2 separate regions of the Mus musculus genome follow, and region 1 is linked to region 2. A link is a contact called in public HiChIP or PLAC-seq data. All regions are on one chromosome and are shown on one strand. The core of a region is the stretch at or near the end of the contact, and the rest is flanking DNA. Distances in the headings are between cores, read along the strand shown.

The links. HiChIP or PLAC-seq counts read pairs in DNA pulled down with a chosen protein or histone mark.
Region 1: a contact with region 2 is called in an H3K27ac HiChIP or PLAC-seq map of embryonic stem cells, with 13 read pairs. The contact joins the promoter of Rpl19 here to the enhancer-like site in region 2. A contact is called at or near these places in 4 of 39 promoter capture datasets (the 3T3-L1 cell line, embryonic stem cells, hippocampal neurons and 1 more), 2 of 15 datasets of contacts at CTCF or cohesin (the NIH/3T3 cell line and large pre-B cells), 11 of 484 Hi-C or Micro-C datasets (the C2C12 cell line, the N1E-115 cell line, bone marrow-derived macrophages and 5 more), 40 of 115 datasets of contacts at active chromatin or transcription factors (the 230-238 cell line, CD8 T cells, the HPC-7 cell line and 30 more) and 4 of 9 other capture datasets (adipose tissue, liver, macrophages and 1 more).

Annotation. Positions count from the first base shown.
Region 1 is chr11:98,023,062-98,028,492 of GRCm38.p6, forward strand. It overlaps Rpl19 (ribosomal protein L19), which reads left to right and starts at 3,863. Exons shown (of 6, transcript NM_009078.2): 1 at 3,863-3,929; 2 at 4,762-4,868; 3 at 5,285-5,407. The coding sequence starts at 3,925.
Region 2 is chr11:97,904,447-97,909,835 of GRCm38.p6, forward strand. No RefSeq gene overlaps it. Among named protein-coding and RNA genes, the nearest start is that of Fbxo47, 23 kb to the left of the region's middle. Within about 2 kb of position 1,860, at least 16 of the 459 cell types and tissues checked have an H3K27ac peak or open chromatin away from gene starts, as enhancers often do. A contact at or near this core is called in CD8 T cells, Th17 cells, effector CD8 T cells and 1 more, where this site is marked.

The sequences.
Region 1 (5,431 bases), core at 2,613-5,112, 120 kb after region 2:
CCTTTCTCCCCAGTGTCAGGCCCAGGCCGCCATGAAACTAGCTGAGTAGACCTCCCTCTCCAACCGGGCTCTAGGTCTACTGGCCCCAGCCGGGCCTGGATGATGGGGTGAGTGTCCAAAGAAGGCCACCAGGGACATTAGGATTGCTATCCAGGGACCCAGGAATGCTTCGACCTCATCAGTTACTGAGGTCTCATAGGCTCTTCCAAAAGGCCAGGAGTCAGGCTTGGCAAGTCCCTGTTGCTTCTAAGAGAAGGGGAAGAGGAGGAAGTATAAACGGGGGGAGGAGCTATTCAAAATTATACACCATGACTGTTGACCTAGGGTTGTCTCTCTCCTTTATCCTTGACTGAGGAACAAATGTCCCAGAACTGTGGCTCCGGCTCAGCTGGTTATTGGATCCTAAAAGGGTCGACCTCCACCAAGCAGTGGTGGAGCACACATTTAATCCCAACACTATGGAGACAGAGGCAGGTCAGCCTCATTTACATAGTGACCCTCAGGACAACCTGGGCTACATAGAGAAGCCCCGTCTCAAATAAACAAACAAGCATTCTTTGTTTCCTACAGTGTTGCTAATACTATGGTATCTTTGCCCACTGAAATTCTTGGCAAGATGAGAGAACAGTAAGAGGCCCAGAAGCTGGGTCTGATGGTGTACAGCCATGTTGGGGGCTTGAGGCCAGCCTAGATCACATCATGAGTTTGAGGCCAGCCTTAGCTACATAGAGAGACCCTGTCACAAAACATGAATGAACAAGGAGGCTGGAGAAATGGCTCAGTGGTTAAGAGCACTAGCTATTTGCTCTTCCAGAGGTCCTGAGTTCAATTCCCAGCAACCACATGTTGGCTCACAACCGTTTGTAATGGCTTCTGATACCCTCTTCTGATGTGTCTGAAGACATCTACAGTAACTCATATAAATAAAATAAACCTTAAAAAAAAACATGAATGAACAAACAAAAAAAGTCCCACAACAAAAAAATGATGGCTGGGCTTCTGGGGGTGCTTAATGAGCAGCATGGGAGCCATCTGTGGCAAGAGGACCAGTTCTTCCTCCTCCATCCAGCTCAGAGAGCAGAGAGATAAGAAGATGAAGCCGGAGCCAGTCATGGTGGCGCACGCCTTTAATCCCAGCACTCGGGAGGCAGAGGCAGGCAGATTTCTGAGTTCCAGGCTAGCCTGGTCTACAAAGTGAGTTCCAGGACAGCCAGGACTATACAGAGAAACCCTGTCTCGAAAAACAAACAAACAAAAAAGATGAAGTCAGGCAGTGGTGGTGCACGCCTTTAATCCCAGCACTTGGGAGGCAGAGTGAGGACAGCCTGGTCTTCTACAAAGTGAGTTCCAGAACCAGGGCAGTCAGGGCTACACAGAGAAACCTTGTCTCGAAAAACAAGAAGAGGAAGAAGAAGAGGAAGAAGAAGAAGAAGAAGAAGAAGAAGAAGAAGAAGAAGAAGAAGAAGAAGAAGCAGCTTTGCCAACGTCCAGTGCCCTAAAATAAAGACTATTTTCTGCGTTTTGCTTGCCTAGAGCCTGTGTGCTGTTTGGATTCCTCACTGTGGATTCTGAGAAGTGATGTTCATTCTCTGATCACATCATCTGATAAGGACCCTGAGTAGTGAGGAAACCATGAACATTGCCAACACTGGCAGGGTTCCTGTCTGCACACTGAGGACAACAGAGCCTGGCAAGAGGCAGCAGCATGGGCCTCTCTAGCTAGGAATGACAGGAGGGCCTTTAACCTCAACATTCTAGAGGCAGGGGCAGCAGGCCTCTGTGAGTACAAGGTCAGCCTGTTTTACAGAGGACGTGCAGACTGGGTAAGGTCTACAGATCCTCCCACAAAAAGGAGGAGGAAGAAGAAGAGAAGGGAGAAGAAAGAAACCCAGTCTGTTTCATAAGTTGTAAAACAATGTAGATTTTTGTTTGTTTGTTTTATTTGATGATTGGAGACAGGGTTTCATTATGTAGCTCATCTGGCCCAGGCTGACCATGAACTTCCAGAGATCTGCCTCCTAAATGCTGGGCTTGGAGGCGTGCAGCACCACCAAGATGAGGATTTTTTATTTATTTATTTTTTGCTTGCTTGTTTGTTTTGTTGTTGTTTTGGGTTTTTGAGACGGGGTTTCTCTGTGTCGTCCTGGCTGTCCTGGAATTCACTCTGTAGACCAGGCTGGCCTTGAACTCAGAAATCCACCTGCCTCTGCCTCCCAAGTGCTGGGATTAAAGGCGTGCACCACCACCACTGCCTGGCCAAAATGAAGATTTTTTTAAAAGTTGACTATTTCTGAGATAGTGCATAAGTATGTTTCTTACCCTGGCTCTTTCCTTTTAACTCTCAGCTCATTTTACTGCTTAGAAAATTCAAAGAAGATAGCAACCAAGCACAGAGACGCAGACCTGTAAGTGCAATTCAAGCACTGGAGAGAAGGTAGAGGCAGGAAGATAGAGTTGAGGCCATCCTAGGCTACATAACAGGACCTTGTCTCAAAAACAAGCAGAGAAAAAGAAAGACTCTTGATTCAAGTAAGCAAGAGGACCAGAACCCTGATCTAGACCAGGCTGTTCTCAAACTCACAGAGATCCACCTGCCTTTGCCTCCTGAGTGCTGGTACATACTACAATACCCAGCTTGGGTCTAGGACTTTTAAAAAACAGGGTTATTTTTATTTATGTGCATATCCATGCATGCCATCATATCTGCTCTACCTCACTGTGCCAGCGCATGAGACTGGCACAGGGCACCAGGTAGCAAGGAGTTACTGACAGTTCTGAATGTTTACAGGCAGATATGGATGTTGGGAATCCAACTGCAATCCATTGCAAACGCACAAGCCTGTGCCATCTCTAGTCCCACTCCCTGGTTTTTGGGTTTGTTTTTTAATCGGGGCTCCCAATATCCGGGCTGGCCTTGAACTCCATATGTCGCTAAGGGTGGCCTTGAAATTCTGATCCTTCTGCCTCCCAAGTACTGGGGTCTTATTCTGTAGCCCAGATTGCCTGGACCACCTTAAATTTGGGTCCATATCATTTCCTGACAGGATTAAGGGAGTAAGCCAGCTGCTCCGCTCCGGAGCTCCAGATATTTGAACTTTTGGCCCCCAGAACATTCTCTTTGGGTTTTCAGTCAGAGGTCTCCAAAGCCATTCGTCCTTTTTTGTTCTGACAACCCTTCGTTTAGTCAATGTAGGGTCTCCTCACACGGACTTGCTACAGTGCAGATTGAGCCAAACGAGATTGGTTCCGCTTGCTTGTGCTAACGCCTTTTTTGTAATAGTAGATGCATATGATTTTCACAAGTGGATGACAGAAATACGAGGCTTAGGTTCAGACTACAATGGAGATTGAAATGGAAGCATCCAGAGATAGGGATCTGCGGGGGCACTGAGAAAAATCTCTTGGTTTTTGCCTGCGCGCGAGCTACTACTCTCTGGGAGCGAAAGCGGGGTAGTGTCCGCTGGCTCTCCGCCGTCCTTATTCTCTAACACTCCCTTCGCTCCTTTTCTCCCAGCTAATCTAGAAACCTTTCACAGACCGCTAGCCCTCCGCGAAGACCAGGCCGTCCAGGCCAAACCCTCCTCACGCCGCCTGCGCGACTTAGCGTGACTTCCGGCTACCCAGAGGACCACGTGACCAAACGCCCTCACTGCGCATGTGCGCCGCGGAGTCGGACTGAACCATTTTGCCCGACGAAAGGGGTAGGTCTTTTGTGTTTTACAGTTTAAAACTGATTCTCGATCTCCAGTATCTAGGATCACGATTTTTTAGGAAGAAAACAAATTAGTGTGAGATGAAATAAGGTGAAATAGCGTAGCGTAAATACAGACAATCATGGAGTGGGGCTTGGGCTCTCCCCTTCGCAGATAATGGGCGGAGCCTGCGGCCCACAAGCTCTTTCCTTTCGCTGCTGCGGCCGCAGCCATGAGGTGAGCGGGCCCGGCTCTCGGTTCTTGGCCGATGAGGTCGACGGGGCCGACGGGGCCGGCAAGGCTTGGCAGGGATCGGGGCCGGGACCCCGGATGGCAGAGGGGAGAGGGGAGGCGAGCGTGGTGCGGCCGCACCCGGAGCGCGGAGAGCGCGCACGGCCTGGGCCTAGGGAGGGTGGAACGCGGGACGCCGAGGCCCGAAGATCTCCCGCGGGCGCCGCTCTCTGCCTGTCACGCGTTGTGAGGCAGGGCGCGGGGAGAGCAGCGGCGACAGGGCCCTGAGTGGCTCCTCGGCTCGCCGGAGCCCAACAGACCCCTACCATGTAACGTGGGACAAGTCTCGGGCAAGGCCAGGCCTCCGAGTGCGGAGGATGAGGTGCCGGGTCGGCTTCCGCCCGAACGGCTGGACGAGGTTTATTAACGTGAAAAAGAGCCCAGAAAGCAAAGAGCCTCGCCTGTTCTGGGTAAACAGGCTGCGTCACAGTCGAGTCTGATCAATTCGTGTCTGATCCTTAACATTAAAGTCTTCACCGAGCCAAGTACCCGGAAGAGCTTAAGCACCCCTTCCCCCCACCCCAGATCTCAAATGGCTGGCCACTTTGGCCACGTTCATTGCCCAGGTCTTTCTTGGTTTGGATTTAAGGCCTTGCTTTGGAAATAGTTATTAGAGGACAGGAAGGGGTGGCAAAAATTTTAGGTCTAGGGGGTGTGTTTGCCCTTAATAGAAATGTATGCATACTGGTGTATATTTTAGAGGGAAGATTTTGCTTGGAGTGTTTGTTGTTGTTCAGATGTCGCTTCCAGGGCTTACTAGTGCTTTCTGTGTACCCAGTATGCTCAGGCTACAGAAGAGGCTTGCCTCTAGTGTCCTCCGCTGCGGGAAAAAGAAGGTCTGGTTGGATCCCAATGAGACCAATGAAATCGCCAATGCCAACTCCCGTGAGTATGATCTGTCACCCTCACTCACTATCTACCTATAAGGAGATAAGTATGTATGTCTTATACATATATCATTGTATATAGAAATAGTTTATAGGGTGCAACCATCTCGTGTTACATTAATAATTTATGAGTAAAGTGAGTATTTTATGTCCCGTGGAAGTTTTTGATATTTAAAGACTGGAGGATGTTGGATGAGGTTTCAAGACAGAAGCAAGCCTTGTTAGTATCAGACCAAGTACTTTGTTAAACTGCATTTCAGATACACCAATATGCTATGAAATATTTACGAGGTAAATGTTCTTTTTAAAATAAGTATTCCAGGATTTCATCTCCTTTTCAGGATGTTGGGTCAAGGGTAAGAGCTTGACTTTTGTGGCTGGCACTTTACTAACGGGTGTGTTGTGCCTTCCCAGGTCAGCAGATCAGGAAGCTGATCAAGGATGGGCTGATCATCCGCAAGCCTGTGACTGTCCATTCCCGGGCTCGTTGCCGGAAAAACACCCTGGCCCGACGGAAGGGCAGGCATATGGGCATAGGTGAGAATGGTCTAGCCTTTCACT
Region 2 (5,389 bases), core at 610-3,109:
CTCCATGCTCATCCCCAGTGCCATACTTCCTACAGCAAGGCCATACCCCCTAGACCTACCCAAATTATACCATCAACTGAGACCCACGTATTCAAATACCTGAGACAATGGGGATTGCTCATTCAAACCATCACACTGTGTATACGAATCACACACACACACACACACACACACACACACACACACACACACACACACACACACACAGTGTATGCCCATATATATGAACATATATATTCATTCTCTGTTGCATTACAAATGCCAGTGTCTCCGCCCATCCCTTCTTGCCTGGGCTACCATACTGTACCATCTCTGGCTGGCTCCTTGGATTCCCACAGTTCTTATTTCGTTCATTCACCGTGCTGTTCCCAGGAGACCTCCCGCACTCTTGCCGTCGAGTGCAAATCTGATACTTTTCCCTTGCTTGATCAAGGGAAAACATTACAGTGCTTCAGGACAGTGTGCCATTTTCCTACACCCCCATCTTGGCACACTGCTATCCTGTACCCGGCCACACCTACCCCGTGTTCCGGAACAGTGAATTGGTCACAGTTCCCAGCGGCTCAGGCTTGTGCGTATTAGTTCTATTTGTCTGGGACGGTCACTCGCTTGTCAGCCAACTTTTCCCTTCTGGTTTTTCCAGACTCAGGTCAAACGTCACCTCCTCTTGAACTCGGCCTGGTGCATCCTCTCCTTTGCCCCAGCTGAACTTTTATTATTTGCACATCTTCTGAGCATTTTGTTGGTAGGGTAGAGCCTAGTCTACTGATGTTGGTTGTAAGGCTATGAGGGCAAGAGCCTGCTTCCTATTCTCTTTGGGTCTTTGGTACCTAATATATCTCTCTCTTTTTGAGACAGGTCTTATGTAGCCCAGGCTGGGCCCCTCAATATGTCGCCAAGGATATTTATCTTTGAATTTCTAATCTTCTTGCCTCTATCTCTTAAGTGCTGGGATCACAGCCTTGAGCCACCATGCTCAGTTTATGTAGAACTGGGGATTGAACCCATGGTTTCGTGCAGGCTAGGCAAGCACCTACCAACTGCACTGAGTCTTCAGCCTATGAACTTCTCTTCACTGATTCTTTGATCCCGAGCTTTGATAAGCTATGTGATCTTGGGTGACCCATTTAACTTTCTTGCATTTTAGTGAAAACAGTAAGTCCTTTGTGAAGATGAGGTGAAATAAAACAGACTGATGCTGTGTAGCTCACACTCCACTTCTCTAAGGACTTGCTATGTTCACTAAATGCATCACTCCTTTGATCTGCATGCTTTTTACTCTATTGTTGAGGTTCTGACAGGAAACCCATGCTCTGACACAAGCTAGGCATGTGCTAAGCTATCATTAGTCTGACTGTGCGCTCTCTTGCCTTGGGACCTTCTCTATCATCAAACGCCCTTTGCCTCCAGACTCCTCTTCTGCTTACAAACCCCTTCTTGTGTCTCCCATTCTGTACACAGGCTCCCCTCAGCCCCACCTCCATCTGGAGTGGGACTTTCTTCTCTGCATCCTGCCAGAGCCCTTCCCAGAGTGTTTCCCTTGGCTTCCATAGCCCTCACACCCACTTCTTTGTTAACCAACACAATCTGGATCCTGCCCTCCCACAGCCTCATCACTGTGTCCTCTGAGAACTCTCTTGCTACTGGGTGGTAGCCCAGGTTTGCTCACTGGATTTCTGGGGCATCCTGGGGTCATCTCCTGGCCTAAGCCACTCCTCCCTGTCTGCCTTGACTCTGCCCTTGCCGGAGTCTCCTTTTCTTTCCTCAACAGCTAGTTGCTCTTTTCTCCTCAGTGTTGATTCAAGGCTCCACCCAGAGCCTCTTGTCTTCTCTCTGCCCTCCTGGGTGGTCACACCCTCTCCTGAGACAACTGCTAGCACAGCTTTGCGTGTGGCTCCTGCTCTGGTTTTTACTAGCAGCTTGACACATCTTGACTCTTTTCAAAATGAATCATTTTTTTAAATGTATCTTTTTAAAAAAAAGACATGGGCCCTCGGGAGGCAGAAGCAGGTTGATTTCTGAGTTCAAGGCCAGCCTGGTCTACAAAGTGAGTTCCAGGACAGCCAGGGCTATACAGAGAAACCCTGTTTCGAAAAAACCAAAAAAAAAAAACCAAAAAAAAAAAAAAAAAAAAAAAGACATGGGTGCTGGGAACAAAACTTGGTTCCTCTGCAAAAGTAACGCATAACACAGGCTCTTAAGCACTGAGCCTTCTCTCTAGCACCTCCGGGAGTCTTTCCTATTGGAGAATTATCTAGATCAGGGTGGCCTATTTAGTCCTGTCTGTGGAAAATGCCTTGATTGTTAATTGTGGTAGAAAGACCCTGCCCACTATGGGAGGCATCATTCTCTATGCAGGGAGAGTCCTGAACTGCATAAGACAGAATAAAGAGAGATGGCAGCCAGCTTCTTCTCTCTTTGCATTGACTGTGGATTTGATACGTTAGGTTCCTGCCTTGAGTTCCCTGAAATAATGGAATATAGCCTGCAATTATCAGTAGAATAAACTGCTTCTTTCCTAAACTGTTGTCAGAATCTTTTATCACTACAACAGAAATGAAAGTAGGACCTTCCCAGGCCACAAGGTTAGTGGGGCTGGCGTTCTATGTGTCCAGCTGCTGGGCAGATATTTTTAGCGGTCTTGTCCCAACCCAGAAGCACCGTCGCACTGCCCTTTCCCACGCATTCTCTTCCGCCCCTGCTCCTGTTACTTCTGTTAATGTCCCCATCATTCTTTTGCCATCGGATGCTCCTGCTGCGTATCCAGTCTCTTGCCAAGCAGGTGCTCTCATTAAAGCAACCCTGTCTGCCCAGTTTGACTTCCCACTGTCCCGCTGAGGGGCTTCAGTATCTCTCAAAAGCATCTCTGTAGACCTTCACCAAAAAATATGTATTGAGCACTTGAAAATAAGAAACCAGTACCCTATGTGGCTATTCTAGGATGCTGAGAGCCAGGAAGGGGCTTATATAAAGGCTCACTATCCAAGGGGGCCAGAAAGAGGGAAGTACGTAGAGTAGGGTATACTCAGGACCCTGTGCCTGCCCTCCCTGGCCGCCACCGATCCTCTACTGCAACCTATGATGTCTGCTGTGCCCGGAAAGCATTCCTTAGATCTGTGACAATTCCACCAGTCCCCTTCCTTAGTGGGAGGCCTCAGCATGCCTGATCAGGTCTTTACAAAGTGCCCAGCAGCTTCTCTAAAGTCAATACCCATTTCTTCCCTTACCCTCCACCACAGCCCATCCTCCCTCCACCACAGGCCACCCTCCCTCCACCACAGCCCACCCTCTACCACAGCTTATCTACTCTCCACCACAGCCCACCCTCCACTACAGCCCACCCTCCATCACCTTCCTCCACCATAGCCTAAGATCCCTTTACCATAGCTCACCCCCACCACCACAGCCCACCCTCCACCACAGCCCACCCTCCACCACAGCCCACCCTCCAGAGCTCTAAAGAACCCTTGCTTCTGTCCCTGCACCTTCTTTGAGCTCCCACAGCTGTTCTGACAAGTTGTCCGTCTGTCCCTAGAAGATGTGACCCTTCTGTCCAACAGAATGGCCAGGAGGAGCAAACCCTCTTCTGCTGGAGACTCAGAGGGCAGCAAGCCCAGCTGTGTCTTCACCAGCAACAAGAGCCCTGCCGAATGGAGCAGACAGATGGCTTGTCAAAGAATATAGATAAGAACAACGCCAGCCATCTTGGTAAAGGCTGTCACCAGGAGCTGGAGGGCAGCCAACTGTGTGGCACCAAGATCTGTGCATGCCTATGGAGGGAACCCAGAGTCCTGGGAAATATCCTGTGTCCCCTGGTGGCCTGTCCAGTGTCATCTTGGTTTCTGCTTCCCACACCACACTGATGCTCGTTCTCCCCGGACTCAATTTCCACATCTGCCAAGCCAGTTGTTACCTCCTGCCTTGTAGACCTACCTCTTCCTCCTCTTCCTCCTTCCCTATTCCCATCCTCCCTCCCCCACCTCTCTCATCTACAAACCCTGAAGCATGGAAATGGGAGATGATGACTATTGGTGGACTTGAATTTGGGATGCTTTCTTTCTACTGTGGTGAGGTAGAGCAGGACAGAGCAGGAGTCATATCCCCGGTTTGAAAGAGTCACACTGTCCAGGATGACTCTCGAAGTGGTTTAGATGCACGCACGTACACATCCATACTCACACTTTTTTTTTTTTTTTAGAAACACTGATTGAGGGTTTCAGCCCCAAAGTGGTTTATTGCTTTCTGTGGCATTTCAAATGTAGGATGAAATTTCTAGTCAAATGGAAACTCAAACCACAAAAATTGAATCAACATTTAAAAACCTACATGCTATGTTGTGGGCACATGTGGAAATGCCTAGGTTAGCATCTGACACATAGTAGGTGCTTTCAGTCATTGTCAGTGTCTGACTCATAGTAGGTTTGTTGGAGAATATGGAACTGCCTAGCTCAACATCTGACACATAGTAGATGTGTTCAATGTCAGTGTTACTCCACGCACACCTAAGATAGAGTCCACCAACAGTGTGAGAGATCCCTCTGAGACAGAAAGAGTCACGTAGAAGCCATCCCCTCGCCTTCCTCTGTGGGTGGGTCGGAATTGCGTGGGGGATAATGTGGGGAGTACAGCTGTTCCACCCGGCTAGGTAGATAGGACCATGGGATGTGGGGCTGCTAGACAGCCATTCCTGAACTCAGCAGTCACTGACTGTGCCACCACATTCTGCTAACATGTGTCCTGGGGGTGGTGTCCTCTGGGATGTCATAAATTGCACAGTCATCTGTTTCAAAGAACAATAGAGGTCGGGTGTGGTGGTGCACGCCTTTAATCCCAGCACTCGGGAGGCAGAGGCAGGCGGATTTCTGAGTTCGAGGCCAGCCTGGTCTACAAAGTGAGCTCCAGGACAGCCAGGGCTATACAGAGAAACCCTGTCTCCAAAAAACAAAAAACAAAACAAAACAAAAAAAGAACAATAGAATAGGGTCTCTGCTTGGTAAACTTTCATGTCTGGTCATAATTCGGAGAGGTTGAAGTGTCTCCTCCTCCTTTGGAGATGCTCAATGAGCTATCTGTAAATGAAATAACATGATGTCTCATGTGTGTGTCAACACAGTGACAGAGGACGGGAGGATAGAGCTGCGACAAGAGCAGCCTCTGTTCATGGCGGCCGTATCTTGGTGATGGGTAGAAGTTCATTCACACATCAGCTTCCGGGGCCTTTGTATATGTTAGAAAATTACGTTTTAGAGGACCTGAGTGAGCTTCGCCAGTGTACGCGAGGAAGCTTCCTGTGTTTGTAATCGCAAGGATGGCCACAGGGACGGTGGAGACAGCAGGCCCCTGGAAGCTTGCTGGCTGCCTCATCTACACTACCTGAGAAAATTCCAGG